Regions from separate parts of the Pan troglodytes genome. Here region 1 is linked to region 2. The links are chromatin contacts, called in public HiChIP or PLAC-seq maps. All regions are on one chromosome and are shown on one strand. Each heading gives the region's core, a stretch centred on a gene start, on an enhancer-like site or on the middle of the called end of the contact. The rest is flanking DNA. Distances are from core to core; before and after follow the strand shown. Region 1 holds the start of PDP2 (pyruvate dehydrogenase phosphatase catalytic subunit 2). Region 2 holds the start of CMTM3 (CKLF like MARVEL transmembrane domain containing 3).

Region 1 (5,851 bases), core at 681-3,180, 280 kb after region 2:
GGGGCCGCCATCTGTGTGTCTCAGCAGTCAGCCCAGGGCCTGACACATTGTGGGCACCCATAACACCTGCAGATTGAATAATTAAACACTGCTGCCTCTGTCCGGAAGGGTAACCCGTTGTGACCCTATATGACCTGTCTGCTGGGGGGAGGGAAGAAGTGTGCTTTTGCATTCTCTTGCACTCATTTATTAGAAACCCTTAGACTTATTTTTTAGTTTGGGTCTGAAACAGTCCTCTTAATATGCAGGAAGAGAGATATTGCCAATCCTGACTTTGAACTTCTGGAAAGGGCTAAGGGTGAGTGGAACTATAAATATACAAGGGCAAGTCTGACATGAGCGGTTTTATTGTGACCACGTCCTTGGGTCCAGGAGGCTGGCCAGGCTGCCCAGGTAAGCCAGTGTGTCTTCCTTCTGGAAAACCACACTCTCAGGGCTCCAAGTGGCTTTTTCTGGTTGTCTCCCATTTTTCTCTGTCTCCAGGGAAGGACTCCATCTGACTTACCATAGTTACAAGAGTTCTGTTAAAATAATTTATAAGGAAGCAGGTGATTACCGGAATGCCACAATGTTAGGACCAGAAGGGACGGAGGGATTATCTGGTGTCGGGGTTCGCTGTCTCTCTCAACCTACCAGCCGCCAGCCGTGCTGCGTTAATTGTCAGTAGCAGGCCAATATAATGGTCAGTTCAAAGCTTAATGGTTTGTGGGAAACCACTAAAGACTTTAGGGCAGGAATTTGAGGGTTTTTTTGGTTTGTTTTTGTTTCTGTTTTTGTTTTTTTTGAGACAGACTCTCACTCTGTCTCCCAGGCTGGCGTGCAGTGGCATGATCTCGCCTCAGTGCAACTTCCACCTCCCTGGTTCAAATGATTCTCATGCCTCAGCCTCCCGAGTAGCTGGGACTACAGGCGCGCACCATCACTCCTAGCTAATTTTTGTATTTTTAGTAGAGACAGGGTTTCGTGATGTTGGCCAGGCTGGTCTCAAACTCCTGACCTCAGGAGATCCGCCCGCCTCGGCCTCCCAAAGTGCTGGGATTACCGGCAGGAGCCACCGCACTCGGCCTTGGAATTTGAGTTTTAGAAGTGTCATTCTGCCAGGCGTGATGGCTCACGTCTGTAATCCCAGCACTTTGGGGGGGCTGAGGTGGGAGGATTGCTTGAGCCCGGCAGTTTGAGACCAGCCTGGGCAACATAGAAAGACCTTGTCTCTACCCACCAACCACGAGAAAAGGTGGGAGGGGCGTCATTCTGGCTGCTCTGCTCTGTGGTTAGGACCAAGTCAAAGGTGGAGAAGGGAAAACCGTAAAATCAAGTGAGAGGCTTGGAATAGGGTGGCTGCGTCGCCGGATGGATGAGTGGAGAGAGATTTAGGAGATAGGATTTACAGCATTAGATAACTGGAAAGAGAGGGTGAGGGAGAGGAAGGAGTCAAGATGCCTCCCAGGGTTTTGGCTTGGGTCTCTGGGCAGATGGTGGGGCCATTACTGGGTTAGGAGAGAAGAGAAAAAGCAAGTTTGGCAGAAAGCTGAGTTTGGGGAAAGTTATGTTTGAGGCGCCTGGGGGCCTCCAGAGGCAGGTGTCCAGGTGGCTGGACACCAGGGTGTGGCGCTCAAGAGAGGGTTCTGGAGTGGTCGACACCGAAGTGGAGAGGAAGCAGTGAGGTGTTCTAACAACGGTGAGGAATTGGGGAGGCCGCTGGGTTCGGGGTATGCAGAGTGTAGCGGCCACGTAGCTGGCGATCTCAGGCACGTGACTGCCTGGTCCTGTAGCCCCGCGCTGGAACACTTTCAGCACCCAGGCAGGGGGTAAGGGGCGGTGTTGGCCCCTCCCGGGTCCCGCGTTTCTGCCCGCCTCTCATCCTCTTTAGCCATTGGGCAATACCTCTGTCCATCAAGGGCCCGCCTCCGCAATTGAGCCAACCAGGGCTGGCGGGAGGGCGCTTCCTTCTGGAGCTGGGTCCTGACTAGGGACTGCCTGGGTGAGGTGAGGACCTGGTGGCCGCAGTTGTGGCACTGTGCGCAGGCGCGGAACTGACCGGACGGAGCGGGCGGCTGTGGCCTCGCCAGCTGGTGAGAAGCGGGCGAGGGTCCGAGGTAGGGAAGGTAACGAGCGGGGGATGTGGACACCTCTTTCCCCGCCAGGCCTCGCCGGTGCCTGACCCTCCCGGCCTGCGGCACCGGCTCAGGTGACTGGGCGCAGAGCTGAGGTGAGGGGGCGGGTCCGCGGCGGAGAGGGACCAGCTGGGCCTACGACCACGGTCACCCCACTCACGTGCGCGCGCCACGTGGGCCCGCGGGCTCGCCGAGGACCCTTGGCTGCCTACCGGGGCACCCCACTAGCTGCTTTGGCCTATCGAGCACCCCTTGGGGCTCTGTATCCCGATGCACGCCCCTGTTTTACAGGCTGGCAAGCCGGGGCTCAGAGGCACCAAGCGGGTCGCCCGGGGGCACCCATCTGGGGTACGGCCGTGCCGGGGTTCTAGGGAGATCGGTTTTGGTGGGCTCCGGAGTCCATGCACTTAGCGATGAGGCTGAAGTCAGAGATTTGAACTTGGGACCTGTCTGTTTTCTTAAAGGATGCAAAATGGTTTGCGTCCTGGCTGCGGTGGATCACCCTGCACCGCTGCCTGCCTTGACTGCAGGGCCGGAGCGTCAGGCGCCCTCTGCTCCCGGACAGACCGCCCCCGCACCGACTTCTGCGGGGTGGGCTGGCACCCCCCCCCCTGCGGGGTGGGGGAGTGAGGGGACGGTCCTCAGTCCTGGGAACTCTTGAGGTCCCGACAAATGATCTCGAGATCCCGAGGGCAGGATTCATACATGAAACCGGAGAAAAGCTCATTATAATGGGTCAAGGTTTTGTTCTGTTTTTTTTTTTTAATTTAATTTAATTTAATTTAATTTAATTTAATTTAATTTATTATATTCCAAGGAAAAGTACCACCAGAGGCTAGTGAAGGGACTAGGAAACTCGTCACCCCCTTGCGGAGGCAGATGTGAAGCTTTTGGAAATCAGTTTGGCAATGAGTCTACACCCTTGGACCTACTGACTCCTTGTTTGGGAAATAACTAGGATAAAACCTAAGTAGAGAAAAGGTTACTGCATAAAGCAGTACAGTTTGGTGGGGTTTTGTTGTTATTGTTGTTTTTAAAGAGACAGATCTGGCTCTGTCGCCCAGGCTGGAGTGCAGTGGTGTGATCATAGCTCACTGCAGTCTTGAACTCTTGGGCTCAAGCGATCCTCCCACCTCAGCCTCTTGAGTAGCTGGGACTACAGGCACGTACCACCATGCCCAGCTAATCTAAAAATTTTTGTAGAGATGGGGCACTTGCTGTATCACCCAGGGTGGTCTTAAACTCCCTAGCCTCAAGTGATCCTCTCGCCTTGGCCTCCCAAAATGCTGAGATTATAGGCATGAGCCACTGTGCCCAGTCCAGTTTGGTATTTTATATTAATAAATAGCAAGTAGTAGAAACAACCTCTAAATCTCCAGCAGTAAAGAATAGTTAAGTAAGTTGTGATTATTTATGTCAAAATGTAGCCATCAGATGTGAAAAAATACTCTTATTTTTTGTAGCCAGATTCAAAGTTGTGGTTACAACTCTACAAAAATACGTACAGAATGACTAGGCGCAGTAGCTCCCACCTGTAATCTCAGCACTTTGGGAGGCCAAGGGCAGAAGATCGCTTGAGCCTAGGAATTTGAGACCAGCCTGGAAAACACAGGGAGACCCTGTCTATTAGCTGGGCCTGGTGGCACATGCCTGTAGTCCCAGCTACGTAGGAGGCTGAGGCAAGAGGATCCCTTGAGGCCAGAAGGGCAAGGCTGCAGTGAGCCACGATCTTACCATTGCACTCTAGCCTGGGGACAGAGCCAGGCTCCATCTCAAAATAAGCAAACAAACAAACAAAAAAAAACAAACAAAAAAAACCAGAATGACTAGAGGGGTATATACCTAATGATGAAAATAATAACAACTTTTTTTTTTTTTTTTTAGCAGAAGGGTCATATTTTATTAAATTCTCACAAAACCTTCTAAGACTAATATTCCCATTCCACCAATAGATAACTGGAGTGTTACCTCATCAGCAGTGTGTCTGATGCTACACAAGATAGTATCACAGCTAGTGTGCTATTGGGCCTCTGAAAATGTCATATTTAGCCAGTATTTGAGGACTTAGTGTGTGCCGGGTACAGGGCCAGGCACTGGAAAGCTGTTGGTGAGTAAGGCAGCCATAGTTGCTTGAGTCATGGAGTTTATAGACTAGTGGGGAAATATACATGTATATAAAATTTAGTTTTTGAGACAGGGTCTTGCTCTGTCGCCCAGGCTGGAGTGCAGTGGCAGGAGCACAGCTCATTGCAGTCTTGACCTCCAGGGCTTGAGCAATCCTCTCACCTCAGCCTTACAAGTGAATGGGGCTATAGGTGTGCGCCACCATGCCCAACTAATTTGTAAAAAAATTTTTTGTAGAAACCAGGTCTCCTTATGTTGCCCAGGCTGGTCTTGGAACTCCTAGGCTCAAGTGATCCTCCCGCCTCAGCCTTTGGAGTGGTTACAGGTATGAGCCACTATGCCCGAAGCAGATTATTTATTTATTTATTTATTTTTGAGACGGAGTTTCGCTCTCGCCCAGGCTGGAGTGCAGTGGTGCAATCTTGGCTCACTGCAAACTCTGCCTCCTGGGTTCACGCCATTCTCCTTCCTCAGCCTCCTGTGTAGCTGGGACTACAGGCGCCCGTCACCACGCCCAGCTAAATTTTTGTATTTTTAGTAGAGACGGGGTTTCACCGTGTTAGCCAGGATGGTCTCGATCTCCTGACCTCGTGATCCGCCCACCTCGGCCTCCCAAAGTGCTGGGATTACAGGCGTGAGCCACCGGGTCAGGCCTGTTTTTGTTTTCTTTGAGACAGGGTCTCACTCCCTCTCTAGTGAGGCCCAGGCTAGACTGCAGTGGCACAATCACTGCTTTCTGCAACCTCAACTTACCAGGATCAGATGATTCTCCTACCTCAGCCTCCCAAGTAGCTGTGACTATAGATACACACCACCATGCCTGGCAATTTTTTTTTTTTAATTTTTTTGGAGAGACAGGGTTTCACCATGTTGCCCAGGCTAGTCTTGAACTCCTGGGCTCAAGCTATCCACCCACCTTGGCCTCCCAAAGTGCTAGGATTACAGGCATGAGCCACCAGGCCTGGCCCCCGAAGCAGATATTTAAATGAACACTTATAGTCTGCTGGTGAGAGTGAGTTTAGTGTATTTTAAATAGTTTATTCTAAGTCATTTTTGTTCAGGATGTTAGCAAATGTTTTCAGAAGTCAGTATTTTTAAGAAATTAAATTTGTGGCCAGGTGCTTTGGCTCATGCCTGTAATCCCAGCACTTTGGGAGGCCGAGGCAGGTGGATCACAAGGTCAGGAGATCGAGACCATCCTGGCTAACATGGCGAAACCCTGTCTCTACTAAAAATACAAAAAATTGGCCAGGTGTGGTGGCGGGCGCCTGTAGTCCCAGCTACTCCAGAGTCTGAGGTAGGAGAATGGCATGAACCCGGGAGGCGGAACTTGCAGTGAGCAGAAATCGCGCCACTGCACTCCAGCCTGGGCGGCAGAGCGAGACTCCATCTCAAAAAAAAAAAAAAAAAAAAAAAAAATTAAATTTGAAACTTCAACTTTTTAATTTTTAGGTTTAAAAATATCCTTTTTTGCTGAAGGAACACATTTGCTGGTATAGTTTCAGAATGTCAAGTACTGTGTCCTACTGGATCTTAAATTCTACAAGGAACAGCATTGCCACATTGCAAGGGGGCAGACGCTTATACTCCAGGTATGTCTCAAATAGGAATAA
Region 2 (5,469 bases), core at 4-2,503:
GGGTTTTCGCCATGTTGGCCAAGCTGGTCTCGAACTCCTGACCTCAGGTGATCTGCCTGCCTCAGCCTCCCAAAATGCTGGAATTATAGGCATGGGCCACTGCACCCAGACCCAAGGAGCCAATTTTCCTTAGTACTTCTCGTTCACTCAGTAGTGAGCACATGGGCTCAAGCCACTCCACAAGTCAGTCAATATTGCAAACCATATATAATAGTATACTTAATCCACATGTAAATGTTATAAACATTCCACAACAAACAAAGTAGCATTTAACATCAAGAGAAAAAGAGATAGGAGAAAGGGTTAAGGAACCAGTTCCAGGGTAAGGAAGAAGACAAAAGGAATCCTGGTCTGGGCTTGAGGGTCTTGCAGAGTCTTTGAGGGGCAGAGCCTTGGGAGGCAGATGCAGAGTTCTTATGAATGGCAGTGGGATGGTTGTCAGTTAAGGCTGCTGGGCTGCTGTTTTGTAGTCACAGAGTGCTCTGGTGAGAAATGGTCGAGGAACAGTGTGCTTCTTTGTGTCCTTATCTGGTTGGATGCAGTCTTTATTTATTTTATTTTTTTATTTTTTGAGACAGAGTCTTGCTCTGTCGCCCAGGCTGGGGTGCAGTGGTGTGATTTTGGCTCACTGCAACCTATGGCTCCCGGGTTCAAGCGATTCTTGTGCCTCAGCCTCCTGAGTAGCTGAGATTATAGGCACGGTGCCACCACGCCCAGCTAATTTTTGTATTTTTAGTAGACACGGGGTTTCACTATATTGGCCAGGCTGGTCTCGAACTCCTGACCTCGTGATCCACCCACCTCCGCCTCCCAACGTGCTGAGATTACAGGCATGAGCCACAGCGCCTGACCTTCTATTTTTTATTAAACAAAACATCTTGCCCTTGTTGGCAAAGCACCCTATGAAATATAAAATGAAGTCTTTTTCTAAGATGGAGTTAGTTATGTCAAGGGTGCGCAGTACTGTGCCATAAGCTCTCCCCCGGCTGCCCAGAGAGAAAACCTCTTAAAGACACCATCACAGCAGTTCAGCGGGGAGCAGGCAGGAATGGTTTCGGATCTAGTGGTGGTGAGAAGTAGACAGAGATCAGAGAAAGTTATAGGAGGTGAAAGTGGGAGGACCTTGGTTACAGACTGCCGGTGAAGAGGGACAAGGACAACCCGCAGGTCTCCGCTAGTCAGGTGGAAGGAAAGGAGGGGGCAGTGCCCTTCGCAGAGGCACAGGAAGCTGGGTCTTGATCACGCTGAACTCCAGACGCTCTCTAGATGTGCACGCATGTGCGTGTGGAGTGTGTGTGTGTGTGAGAGAGAGAGAGATGTGTTGGGGTGGGGGGACTGCAGGTCAGGAAGTCCTGCAGATGTGCGTGCCTGTGTGTGTTTGCGCGCGCGCGCGTGTGTGTGTGTCTGTGTGTGTGCCTGGAGCTGTGCTTGCAGGTCTGAGAGTCCTCTGAGAATGGGTTGGGGGAGGCGGGTGCAGGACCGAGGCCTGGAACAGCCAACAAAGAGGCCCTGGAGGAGGGTGGGGCTGGCCGGGGACAGGAGGGGTGGCCAAGAAAGTCGCAAGAAAACTCCGGCCCCCAAGAAAAAGAGAGGGCATGGGTTGCGGAGCCGACATCACGGCCGGGGTCTTTGCTGTTTAGACGCCTGGGTTCCCGGATCCCAGACACGCGCACGGGCAGGAAGTTAGACCGGAGACAGCGAGTATAGACAGCCCTTCTGGATAGGGGCAGACGGGTGGGAGCTCCGAAGGGGTGCCGGGGCGGTGATCGGGAGGTCTCCAGCGGCCCGAACCAGGGTGAAGAAGAAGGTGGAGTCTGCGGAGGCCCCAGGCCGGGGAGGGGGCGGGTCGGGCCCAGCATCCCCCGCAGCCGGGGTCCGAGGGGGAGGGGCGGGCTGGAGGAGCGGGTGGGGGCGGGGCGGGGCGTGGCGGCGGGGGATGCGCCCCTGCGCGAGCCAGTGTCGCCTGCCCTCCTTCCGCACAGCCCGGGTTTCCGCTTCCCTCCGGGCGCGAGAAGAGGGGAGCCAGGCCGAGCCCCGGCCGTACCGCCGCCGCCGCCATGTGGCCCCCAGACCCCGACCCCGACCCCGACCCGGACCCCGAGCCTGCCGGCGGCTCCCGTCCCGGCCCCGCGGTCCCCGGGCTCCGCGCCCTGCTGCCGGCGCGGGCTTTCCTCTGCTCTCTCAAAGGCCGCCTCCTGCTGGCCGAGTCGGTGAGTGCGGCGGGACCCTCGGCCGCCCCGCTGGGACTGCGCGGCTCCTTTCGGAGGAGGACGTCGGGGCGCGGGTGGGGTCCGGGGGCGGCCGCCGTGCTCCGATACCCCCTCTCCGCGCCGCCTCGGCCGACTTCTCTCGGGCGCCTGGCGAAGTTGGGTCGAGGTCCCCAAACTTTGGACGGCGGGGCGGGGCCCGAGCCCAGGCCATCCGCGGCGCTGTCCCCGCGAGTCCAGAGCTGGGGGCCGTGGGAAGTGGGTGGGGCCCGGGGATGTGGGTCCTGCTGTGTGAGCCAGGCGCCCCCGCCCTCTCTGGGCCCCGGGGACTCGGGCAACTCGGACCTCCGGGACTCCCGGGCCGCAGCGGGGTCCGCTTTCCTGCGCGCGGGTAGTGCAGGCCGGGGCCTCGACCTGCAGGGCCGAGCGGGCGGGGGGCCGTGCGGAGCGGGAGGGATCCCCCACCCCCGGGACTGGGTGAGGCGGCCCCGCGGTGACTTCATCGCCCTCCTCCCCTCCGCGGCCGGGCTCCTTCCTACTCCGCCCTCGCCCCCACCCCGGCCGGTGGGGCTTCTTTGTCCTCTGGACACCGGAGGCGCCCGCACTGTCCGCTGTGGGGTAGGGGTGGCGCTGGGCCGCCGGGGATGGGGAGGGAGAGGCCGGGCCGGAGACCGGGGGAGGCGGGAGGAGAGAGCGGCGCACGGCGGCGGCCACTTGTTGCTTAGATCCCAGGGACTTGGCGCTTCCTGCCCTTGTCCCCACTTTACAGATGAGAGCGCTCAGGCGCCTGATTTGACAGGTGGCTCAACTGAGGGGCCCAGTGAGAGCGGCCCGGAGGGTGGGGGCAGGAGGAAGGGGGATTCTGCTCCGGGACCTCTCCCTGGTCGCTCAGGGCAGAGGGCCTAAGGTGGTCCTGCAGCCTCTCCCACGGTCAGCCCAGAAGCCACCTGCCCAACGCCCAAGTGAGACACCAATGCCACACTCCGAGCCCACACTCCCAGCCCCACCCTGGAGACCACTGGGAGCCACTTGAGGGGAGAAGCCTCGAATCCACCGTCCCCAGAGTGGCTTGAACCCCCCCATCCCCACCCAGGACCACCTCATAAGGGGGAGGCATATGTCCAGCAGGAGCATAGAGGCCACCCTGGGCCCAGCAGATGTCAGGAATCCAGGTCAGGGAGGATAAGGAAGGGTCAACGGTCAGCACTCAGGGTTCACAGGAGCCGCTGAGGGCACTCCTGCCTCCCTAGTCCCCTCACTCCCACCCCCAGGCCAAGCAAGTGCAGAGGCTGAGATGGACAGAAACAGAGAGAGGAAGTGGCCCCAGAAATCGCGGGGTGAAAAAACAGGAATTGAGAGGGGAATCCCCAGAATTAGGCTTTGGGGTGCAGGCATAGGAGACAGGAAGGGGAGGGCCAGAGCTGGGTCAGTCCCATGGAAGGCCTTCCTGGGAGGCCCCAGCAGCCTCCCAGCCCGTCTCTATGCCTTAGTCTATCTTTCCAAAGGGGGCTCAGCTGCACCCAAGGCCATGTGCAGAGCAAATGGGGGTGCTCTGGGGACCCCCTGGGATCCCTGCAGTTCATTTGTCTGAAGCAGCCACAGTGCTTCCTGTGGGGCATCTGGGTGTCCCCATGGGGACTCCTGCACCCACTAGAAACTACTCAGCCATAGACATGTTCAAACGCAGCCACAGTGACAGAAACCAGGGACAGATGGCCTCCCCAACACCCACAGTGCCAAGTTGCTTAAGAACTCTACCTGGGCCCGGCGTGGTGGCTCATGCCTGTAATTCCAACACTTTAGGAGGCCGAGGTGGGTGGATCGCCTGAGGTCAGGAATTCGAGACCAGCCTGGCCAGCATGGTGAAACCCTGTCTCTACTAAAAATAAAAAAATTAGCTGGGTTTGGTGGCGGGCGCCTGTAATCCCAGCTACTCGGGAAGGCTGAGGCAGGAGAATCACTTGAACCCGGGAGGTGGAGGTTGCAGTGAACTGAGATCGTGCCACTGCACTCCAGCCTGGGAGACGGAGCAAGACTCCATCTCTGGGGCGGAGGTAAGATAACTCTATCTGGGGGGTCAGCCAGCCCTGGGTTCAAATTCTAGTAGCCTCTGATTAGCCATGTGACAGAGTCTTCTCATCTGTAAAGTGGGGCTGTGCTCATGGGTGGATGTGAGGGTCAGAGGAGATGCCCGTGAGCCTCAGGGTACCAGGCACTGTGGAGCCCCAGGCTGGCCAACAGGTCACCTTGGCCTGCTCTGCAGCGCACCTGGGCTGCAGGACTGCCCAGGGCTCGACATCCTCCTGCATCAGCTCTTCCCACCTACAGAGTTGTGGGCAAGACCACAGTGAACATTTTGATTCTTGTAGTTCAAGTACAGCTGGCCCCACCTTTCACAGCTGGCCCTGTATGAATAAGGCAGCAGAGCCTGAGGTGTCAGTGCCAACGCACCCTCTGTTAGATGTTCCTTTCTTATCATTATGAAAATTTGCAAATACATTAAAACTCCGAAAGATTTTTTTGCTTTATCTATCTGTCCATCAAGCCATTTTATCTTTTAACACAAAATAAATTGCAGACATCAGGACATTTCAACTCTGAACACTTCAGGACGCATATCATTAAGGTTCAAGGTTTGTTTTTTCTTTTCAAGGTGAAATCTACATTCAGTGACGAGCACACGTCTTTGGTGTTGGGTGTTACTTTTTGGAAACTGGTTCCTGCCTCGCTTTGATTTCCCTCCGCAGGGCACTGAGTGGAGTGCATGTGCTTGGAAGGCTGGGGCTTTCTGACTAGGTCCTGGCAGGGAGCTGGGGTGGGGTAAGGTGAGGACTCAGGGCCATGCCCAGGACTGGGAGGCAGCATAGGTGTGAGCCTGGGCCATGCTGGGGTTTTTTTTTTTTTTTTGTAGGGGCGGGTGCGGACAGGGTCTCTCTTTCTCTCACCCAGGATGGAGTGCAGTGGCCTGATCACAGCTCACTGCAGCCTCGACCTCCCCGGGCTCAGGTGATCCTCCCACCTCAGCCTCCCAAGTAGCTGGGATTTCAGGCACACACCACCATGCCCGGCTAATTTTTGTGTATTTTGCCGAGATGAGGTTTTGCCATGTTGCCCAAGCTGGGGTCAAATTTCTGGGCTCAAGCAATCCACCTGCCTGGACCTCTCAAAGTGCTGGGATTACAGGTGTGAGCCACTGTGCTTGGCCTGGGATTCTAATCTGGCTCTGCCACTTCCCAGCTGCGGGACTGTGAGCAGTTGGCTT

The links. HiChIP or PLAC-seq counts read pairs in DNA pulled down with a chosen protein or histone mark.
Region 1: a contact with region 2 is called in an H3K4me3 HiChIP or PLAC-seq map of stem cell-derived excitatory neurons, with 10 times the contacts expected there. The contact joins the promoter of PDP2 here to the promoter of CMTM3 in region 2. A contact is called at or near these places in 3 of 7 Hi-C or Micro-C datasets (induced pluripotent stem cells, a lymphoblastoid cell line and stem cell-derived neural progenitor cells) and 1 of 1 datasets of contacts at active chromatin or transcription factors (stem cell-derived excitatory neurons).

Annotation. Positions count from the first base shown.
Region 1 is chr18:64,908,463-64,914,313 of NHGRI_mPanTro3-v2.0_pri, forward strand. PDP2 (pyruvate dehydrogenase phosphatase catalytic subunit 2) reads left to right here and starts at 1,931. Exons shown (of 2, transcript XM_001159664.7): 1 at 1,931-2,072; 2 at 5,738-5,851. The coding sequence starts at 5,745.
Region 2 is chr18:64,632,564-64,638,032 of NHGRI_mPanTro3-v2.0_pri, forward strand. It overlaps CMTM3 (CKLF like MARVEL transmembrane domain containing 3), which reads left to right and starts at 1,254. Exons shown (of 6, transcript XM_016929977.3): 1 at 1,254-1,701; 2 at 1,983-2,210. The coding sequence starts at 2,058. All of the region lies in intron 4 of CMTM4 (CKLF like MARVEL transmembrane domain containing 4), which reads right to left.